Linked DNA regions of Lactuca sativa: region 1 is linked to region 2. Evidence: chromatin contacts called from public Hi-C data. All regions are on one chromosome and are shown on one strand. Each heading gives the region's core, a stretch centred on a gene start, on an enhancer-like site or on the middle of the called end of the contact. The rest is flanking DNA. Distances are from core to core; before and after follow the strand shown. Region 1 holds the start of LOC111887398. Region 2 holds the start of LOC111887394 (beta-glucuronosyltransferase GlcAT14B).

Region 1 (4,144 bases), core at 1,285-3,784, 160 kb after region 2:
AATAATTACAAATTTATCTATGAGTTATTATTTTGTAGTTAATGTCTTATTAATTTCACATGCAAAAAGATTAATTATATAGTTTTATTGTGTGCAATGTACAAATATTGGTCTAGTTATTTAATATCCTCCGAGTTTGTATCCTTTTTCAAGAAAACAAGTAGAAGTGTAGAACAATTGTAACACCCAAAATATATCTTCTTTTCAGGAACTGATAACTAATCGAGTGTAATATAGGCTTATGTAGCATCTTCAATGGCTTCAAATAAATCTTTATTTTTGTAACAATATCTTAACTTTGTTTAATTTATATCGCTAATGAAGTGTCTATAAACATTTCGTGCAATCTGTAAACAATCGTATCACTTCCAAATTCAACTTCCTCTAAAATCAATTACATCACTCATCTACCTATCAATTGCTACAATTACACAAAAAACCAAATACAAACACTCTATCACCCCATAATCAATCAATCTAATCATCTTTGAAGAGCCAAAAAGATTCATAACTAATAGCTCTATTTAGTGCAATGAGCATCAGTACCTTGTTGCACACAATGAGTGTACCCAAGATCACCAAGATATTTCCTTATCTCTTTTGAACTACTATTGCTAGCTTGTAAAAGTCTTTCATCTTCTTCATAGATCAAGTATGGAGCTTCACCTTTCTTTCTTGATAGCAACTTTTTTGCACCTTTCAACACATGATACTCCCAACCCTGAACATCTATTTTCAAAAGCAACACGTGTTCATTCTCTGGTATTACTTTATCAAGAGGAATCGATCTCACTTTCATTTCAATTTCTTCATTTGATTTGAAAGCCATCTTTGCACCAGTTGCTGAAACTGCACTATTGTCAAGCCTTCCAACCAACTAACAACAAGTCCAAACAACCCAAATTATCAAAATTCCCAAATTGTGTATTTGAAAGAAAAGACGATATGAATTAATAGAATTATGATCGACATTCAACAATTACGGCGATAGTCAACATACCTTGTGAAATGTTATGTTTCCGATTTGATCGGAAGTAGCGGCTTCAAAAACGTTAACTAAATCTCCAACTCGATTGAAATAAATCCCGTTACAAATGCTCTGTAGATTTTCAAGAACGGGTTCAAATGCGAAAACCCTAAACCCCATAACTGCAGCAGCGAAGGTAGCCATGCCTACATTTGCTCCAACATCAATGAAAATCCCGGTTTTTCCTTCAGCCTTCTTCTTCTCCAATAAGTCCTGAACAGTTACAGAGATGTCGGGTCTTCTGAATAACTTTCCTTTCAAGATCCGGACGATGTTCTTGTGGGGTTTATCAGGTAATGTTCCGAAATCAGATAGAGAGTAGAGAAATGGATACTTAACGCCTTCAACTAGGTTTGCGATGACTGGATGTGATTGAGGTGATTTGTAGCAATCGAATGGTTGGATTAGTGAGTTGGGGAGATTTATTAGGGTTTTGAAATTAGGGTTTGGGTTTGATGAGGTTGTGGTGTGAGTGCAGAGGTAGAAGAAGGTGAGGAGGACGAGAGAAGTGGAGAAGAGGAGGAAGATGCTTTTTGGGGTGGCGAATTTAATGGATCGGTCTTTCTTCCAAGCATTTGCCATCGAAGTTTGGGAATTTGAATCAGGAAATTAGGGTTTTTGATTGATCGATTTCAAGAATTCAATTTACGGGAGATGGAAAGATTGGATCTTGAGAATGCGAGTGGAAAAGGATGCTCTTACATGATCTGAAGAGATGTATGCTACCCTGCATAGTACAACACTCAATGCATGAAGTACAAGTTACAATCCAATACCTATCCTTTTGACGCAATTCTTTAATTGTTTTTTCATTACCTCGTCTTCCCCAACTTAGCTTAAAAATCGTGTTCCCAAAATACCCTTCTGTTGTTTCTGTAGTGTAATTGCAATTGAAGTACTCACCCAACTCCTACATGATTCAACACCACTGAGGTTAGTAGAGGGTGTAAGGTTTAAAACCCAATATTTGTAAGCTTCACCCGATTGAGTTATAGGAAGCTAGACCACTGATATTATTTGTATATAGCAGTCGTCTTATAGAATTTAGGGGTTCCATTAACCAGTCGATTACAGTAGTTTTATTATACCAATCAAACCAAGACAAAAGTTAACTTTTCTAAGATCCAATCTCACCGAACTTTTTACAGACGATAGTGTGGATCTACACTCACCGTGTAAGAGAGGCGAATCGGCTGTGGTTGATGAAGACAGATGGTGGACCCGTCGATGATGATTTTGATGCAGAGAGAGACAGAGAGGGAAGGAAACAGAGATGCGTTGCGTTGGTGTGGTGGATGGTAGCTACGGAGATGGTGAGTAGTTGGTTGGCGTCCGCTTTAGGGTTTCAGAGAGAGGATTCCTGGAGCGAGAGTATTTGATTGAATGGGGTTTCAATTTTTGAAAAAAAAAGGTATGAATGCTGATCCGATCTTGTGTCGAATTGAGGGGGTGTTTGGGATTCAATTTTGAAAGAGGTTGTGTATGCTGATTCGTTCATGTATGACTGTTTCATTGTTCGGATAAAACCGAATTATCCAATTGGACAATTTGGATTGGATTATTTGGTTCGGATATTCGGATTTTTGAATTGGTTTTCAACAAAATCAAATTATTATTTTGGATTTCGGATTGGTTTTGTTTTATAAAATAAGAACCGAATAGTCTAAAAAAACCGAATAAACATTTATTATATATCTATTTAAAATATATATCTATAATTATTTATTAATTTTGTAATTTATTTTTTCAAATATGTTCAAAATGTTTCACCCGATAAAAATAACATTAATATGCATTTCTCTAAAAAGTTTTGTATCTATAAAATATTTAACTATAATATACCTTCTTATTAGTTGTTTATAAATTTCAAATCACAAATAAATTATTTGTTTTTGCTTCTTATGTAAAGTTGGATAATATTATAATTATATGTCGTTTTAAAATGTTTTGGTTTTTGAAAACCGAATTATAAAAACCGTTGTAATTGGATCGGATCGGATCGGATTTGAATTTAGTTTGGACAATTCGGATCCATATTTTGAAAACCGAAATCAATTTGGATGTACTTGATTGGATCGGATCAAACCGATCCATCCAAACAAACATCCCTACGTTCATGTGTTAAAAGTAAAGGGTGTTTTTTTTAACATAAATTTACAAAAAAACAGACTAACAAATTTTAGGGTTTTTTTTAAAAACAGCCCACAAAACTGCAAACAACTGAGGCAAGGTAAACATATAATATGCGGTTTCGTGTCTATAATTTTCTGATCCCTACAAAATCTCATTTTAGAACAAACGAAATCACATATTGCATATGTCATTTCTTTTACTATTTCAATGTAAATTGTAAATTTGATTACGGTTTTGTACGTAGTTACTACGATTTATGACATGTTTTACTATGTTTTTGTAATTTTTTATTCGTCTAATCGTTAGATAAAACGAACTGAATTATATTTTTGTGTGGTACGAATTCTAGTGAATATTTCGTTGTTTTGTAACGTGCGGGAAGTGAGAGATAGTTGATTTTAAAATCGCAAGAGACCATATGTAAAACACTATTTTATTAAAATTTTAGCCCTATATTGCATTTACCCGGCACGTCTTAGATAAGAAATATGAAATGATTTTCGTATTTTTCTATTTTAGCCCCCAATTGGTAACGAAGGTTGGATGATTGTAGATGGTAGTCTGGTGGGAGTCACAGTAACTTTGTCCAACAAGCGTTAGGGATATGTTCAAATTCAGAAATAAAATTAAATTATTTCGATATCAACATCCATTTTAAGTTTATTTGAAACAAAACAAACTAATGTTTAACAATGTTGCTTTTATAAGACTTATTAGCTATACTATTACACAACATCAACAAACCAATATAAATAACATATAATATAATAAATTAACTAGTGAAGGTTTTTGTTTTGCGGGGTTGGAAGGCTTCAATTGATTCCAAACAAATGACATTCATTAATTCACTCCATTGCCATTTCCTTTGAAATAGAAGGAAGAAATCTGAAAAATTAATTAACAAAAACAGAAAAAGAACAACATATATGCATGTTGCTTACTTACATCAGTTGAGACATGTCACTGTGAAGAATGTTTCAGGCT
Region 2 (4,327 bases), core at 790-3,289:
TTTAACGAACTCTACGCCTTTCGTTTATATCACTAAGGCTAAATATCGCTCTAACGTAAATTTCACTTTTTACGTCGTTCAGCGATGCCGGTTCTGTTGCGTAACTTCGACGAGTCATAACTTCTTCGTTATAACTCGGATTTTGGCATTATTTATATCTCCGGAATCCTTGTTTCAACCACTACATATTTATGCAAAGATATCAGGCTTATCTCACACTTTAATTTTGACGCTCATTTTATTCTTAATTCATTAAATTATAATAATTAAGAAAATAAACACATAATTCACATAATACTCACATATTTCATCATTAATACTTCAAAAAGAGTTACAAGGGTTAACCTAGACTATTACATCAACGATAATGTCTAGCCTGGAAACGCGGGCGTTACAGTGGTGGTGTGTGGTGTTCTATCATCAGACTTGATAATGGAAAAGAAGAAAAAACAGGAGCGTGATCTATTGTTTGCTGGTGTTCTAGTCTCCTTGGAGTTTTGGTCTTGCCGGAGGGAAGAGATTTTTCGACGGAGATGGTGGCGTATGGTGGTTCACCAGAGAGGTGAGAATTTGGAATTGATTTCCATGGTAGTGTTAGGGTTAGAAGTGTTGATGATAGGGATGTTAAGTGTAAGGATATAATTAGGTTGGACCCATTTAATTAATTAATTAATAATATAAATAGAAAAGGGTGTTATAGTCTATTTATGTGTAATAGGGATGAAAGACGTAATAAAACCAAAACCTAGGGACGGTCCGAATGCAAAAAAAAAATAGGGACTAAACTAGTAATTTTTACCAAACCATAGGGACGATTTCAGTAATACGTTCAAACAAGAATTTAAACTTAAAAGGTTAAATTTTAATTTGTCAAAATCATTCTTTCCCTTAGGCTGGAGGGTGTGAGGGTGCGGTTTAGTTGCGGTTTCAGTTGATGTGACACTGAAACACCGCCCCCTCCATGCGGTTTTGGAAGTGCGGTTAGGGAGTGCGGTAATGGGAGGGAGCACTCCCTTCCTTTCTCTCTTCCTCTATCTCTCTCTATCTCTCTCTTCTTTCTCTCTCTTCTTTCCACCCCTTTGGTGTTTTAGAAAACTGCGGTAATGGGAGGGAGTGCGACACCACTCCCTCCAGCCTTATAAGAACTCAAAGTGTGATCCCTTTTTGAAAGGAGTCTGGCAAAATGTTTCTCGTCTTGGAGAGGGAATCTCCATTCGATGCTTCCTCTTATATCCCCCTTTACCACGGCTTGCTCCGTAATTATGATCTATACTAAAAAAATACCCGATTAGGCCCTAACTAGGACGCCTTCCCCTCGGAGGACTAAGAGATATCAAAAATATATACTTTTATCAATAAGTTGCAAACACATGCAATATAGTGTATAAAGAGGCAATCTCACTAATAATTCACACTGATAATTTGATAAAATATCATATTTTCCAGTATTCCATCAAATATATCGATTAAAAGAGAAATCAATCACTGATCTTTCCCGGTTTATACTGCGGCTTTTGATTCAATTCCCTTAGTATTTTTCCAATTTTGGTTTTGGGATATACTGTTACCTTTGATTTACGATTTCAACGAATGAAGTTTTTTCATATTTATTTTAGTTATACTACATGAATCTCATTATGGGTAAAATCAAACCTTATTTTCCCTTTGATTTGTATTTGGATTTAGACTTGAGGGCACCCTTTGGTATAAAGATATGATCATAATATATTACCTTGTTTAATTTTTATGTTAATTAGATCGTACGTCACTACCTCTAAGATGTATTTAGATTAATATGTCGACTCTCTTCATATCTCTTACTTACGTACCAAACAAAGTGACTTCCAAATCTTGAACTTCAATTTAAAAACGGATACATTATATTAACTTGTAACTATCACTACTCTACATCAAGAATGAAAATTTGTTATTACAAACATATAAGTATATTCGTGCATATCTTAATATAATATTATTAAATCATATTAAAAAGTCAAAAGATAACCTTTTTAATATAATTATTGATGCGAAATTGAAGCAGAAGTTGACGCCCACACAGACCACTTTCTCTCCCCACATACTTCACTAATCACTATTCACTGCTGTGCCTGTGCGAAGACCACAATGTGTCCGTTTTCTTGCAATAATCAAACTTCACGAGCACTATCTCCCTAGATTCCTTTCTCTTGCTGGATCGAAGAATAATCATCACCCTCGCATTTAATTACATCACCTTTTTCGCATTCTCCACTTTCCCAAATCTCCTAATCGATTAAAGACGATATCAGGATCAAACTTCGAGAAAAAAAACCCCCAAAACCATTGTCTCCGAATGCCCAAATTTTATCCTAACTGTAACTCCTGATGTTTTCATCAATGGAGAACGCCGTTAAACCCTTGAGAAAGAAAACATGGTTTCTCCCTTTGATCTTGTCTCTCCTCACTTCATCAATCCTCGTAATTTTCTCCCTGTTCTTCACTTCAACTTCGAATCCTTTTCATCAAACCCCTTTAAAGTCCAAAACCCAACAAAACCCAGTTTTTGTTGAATCAAAACTGTACATCTCACCCACGAAACCGGTTTCATCCATACCGAAACTTGCGTATTTGATCTCGGGTTCGAGTGGTGATGTTGAGTCGTTGAAAAGGACGCTCAAGGCATTGTATCATCCATTGAATCAGTACGTTGTGCATTTGGACCTTGAATCTCCCGCTGAAGAACGATTGGAGCTGGTTGATTTTGTGAACAACGAGGCTGTGTTTCAAGAAGTGGGTAATGTCAGGGTGGTGTCTAGGTCTAATTTGGTAACTTATAGAGGACCTACTATGGTTACGAATACGCTTCATGCTGCTGCGATTTTGTTGAAGGAAGGTGGTGATTGGGATTGGTTCATCAATTTGAGTGCCTCTGATTACCCTTTAGTCACCCAAGATGGTACGTGATCCTCAATTTAACTATCTTTGTCCATTCAGGACTTTCGTCGAACAATTGTCCCGCATGGTATTTTTTTTTTGGCAAAATCTGTACTATTTCCTAACTTCGTCTTGAAAAATGTCAATAAAATCGATACTTAAAATGGGTAAGGATTATTTCCTATGTCTTTTCTGATTCGTGTTGACATGAACCGAATAAGAAAGCCCAACTTTATTGCTTCAATGATCATATAAGGAAACATCCATCGTTAAAAATGTGTAGCGATTAGTTAAAATATCCCCCTTTTGGTGCTTGTTTCTTCACTCAAGGCTCATATTGTAATTTTTGACAGATTTGCTTCACACATTTTCAACTGTGCCTAGAGACCTAAACTTTATCGAGCATACAAGTGACATTGGTTGGAAAGAGTATGTCCATCTTCTTACCTTTTTACTACTACAATTCTTTATATCTTTCAATATAAAAATACAATTTTTTAGGGTTCTTCATCTTTTCTTTTTCCGAGTGTTGTAGATACCAAAGAGCAAAACCTGTTATAATTGATCCAGGGCTATATAGTCTTAAAAAATCAGACGTATTTTGGGTCTCCCAAAAAAGAAGTGTTCCTACTGCTTACAAGCTCTTCACAGGTAACTTATTAACACATTTTCTTGAAAATTGATTTTAATAATAAAATTGATTTTAATTTTTATAGGTTCAGCATGGATGATGCTTTCAAGACCCTTTATAGAATACTGTTTATGGGGATGGGATAACCTTCCAAGAATTGTTCTTATGTATTATGCAAACTTTCTTTCATCTCCAGAAGGCTATTTCCACACTGTAATCTGCAATGCTGATGAATTCAAGAACACAACTGTAAATCATGATCTTCATTTCATTTCATGGGATAATCCACCAAAACAACACCCCCATTTTCTCTCCATTGATGATTATCAAAGAATGCTGGAAAGCAATGCCCCTTTTGCAAGAAAATTTGGTGAAGATAAAGAATTGCTTGACAAAATTGACTCTCAACTTCTTGAAAGAGAACCCAATGGCTTTGTCACAAGTAATCTCATTCTCTTTAAACTATTTTCTTAAATTCTAATCAAGAAACTCAGTTTTATCAATATATATATATTTTAAATAATATATGCAGGAAGTTGGTTGGAAAGAAGTGATACAAATAGAAGCATAGCTGAAAGCATAGCCAAGAATGTAACTGAATTAAAACCAGGTCCTGGAGCTGAAAGGATTAAGACACTTATAGGTGGTATGCTTTCAGACAAAGATTTTGATGCAAAACATTGTGTCTGATAAAAAGAATGCTTAAGATTGTATGTATGCAGTATGCTCTCCAAGATGAATTCTTCTTGGAATATATTACTGAAAAGATATCAGATTTAAATA

The links. A called contact is a pair of places that touch in the nucleus more often than the background predicts.
Region 1: a contact with region 2 is called in a Hi-C map of leaf, with 8 times the contacts expected there. The contact joins the promoter of LOC111887398 here to the promoter of LOC111887394 in region 2. A contact is called at or near these places in 2 of 4 Hi-C or Micro-C datasets (leaf and seed).

What each region holds. Positions count from the first base shown.
Region 1 is chr8:90,399,554-90,403,697 of Lsat_Salinas_v11, forward strand. It overlaps LOC111887398, which reads right to left and starts at 2,535. Exons shown (of 4, transcript XM_023883568.3): 1 at 2,200-2,535; 2 at 1,844-1,937; 3 at 1,001-1,754; 4 at 349-877. The coding sequence starts at 1,609. The coding sequence ends at 521. It overlaps LOC122195319 (a long non-coding RNA gene), which reads left to right and starts at 1,754. Exons shown (of 2, transcript XR_006185609.2): 1 at 1,754-1,960; 2 at 2,176-2,422.
Region 2 is chr8:90,239,237-90,243,563 of Lsat_Salinas_v11, forward strand. It overlaps LOC111887394 (beta-glucuronosyltransferase GlcAT14B), which reads left to right and starts at 2,040. Exons shown (of 5, transcript XM_023883563.3): 1 at 2,040-2,935; 2 at 3,267-3,342; 3 at 3,449-3,564; 4 at 3,630-3,986; 5 at 4,077-4,327. The coding sequence starts at 2,365. The coding sequence ends at 4,234.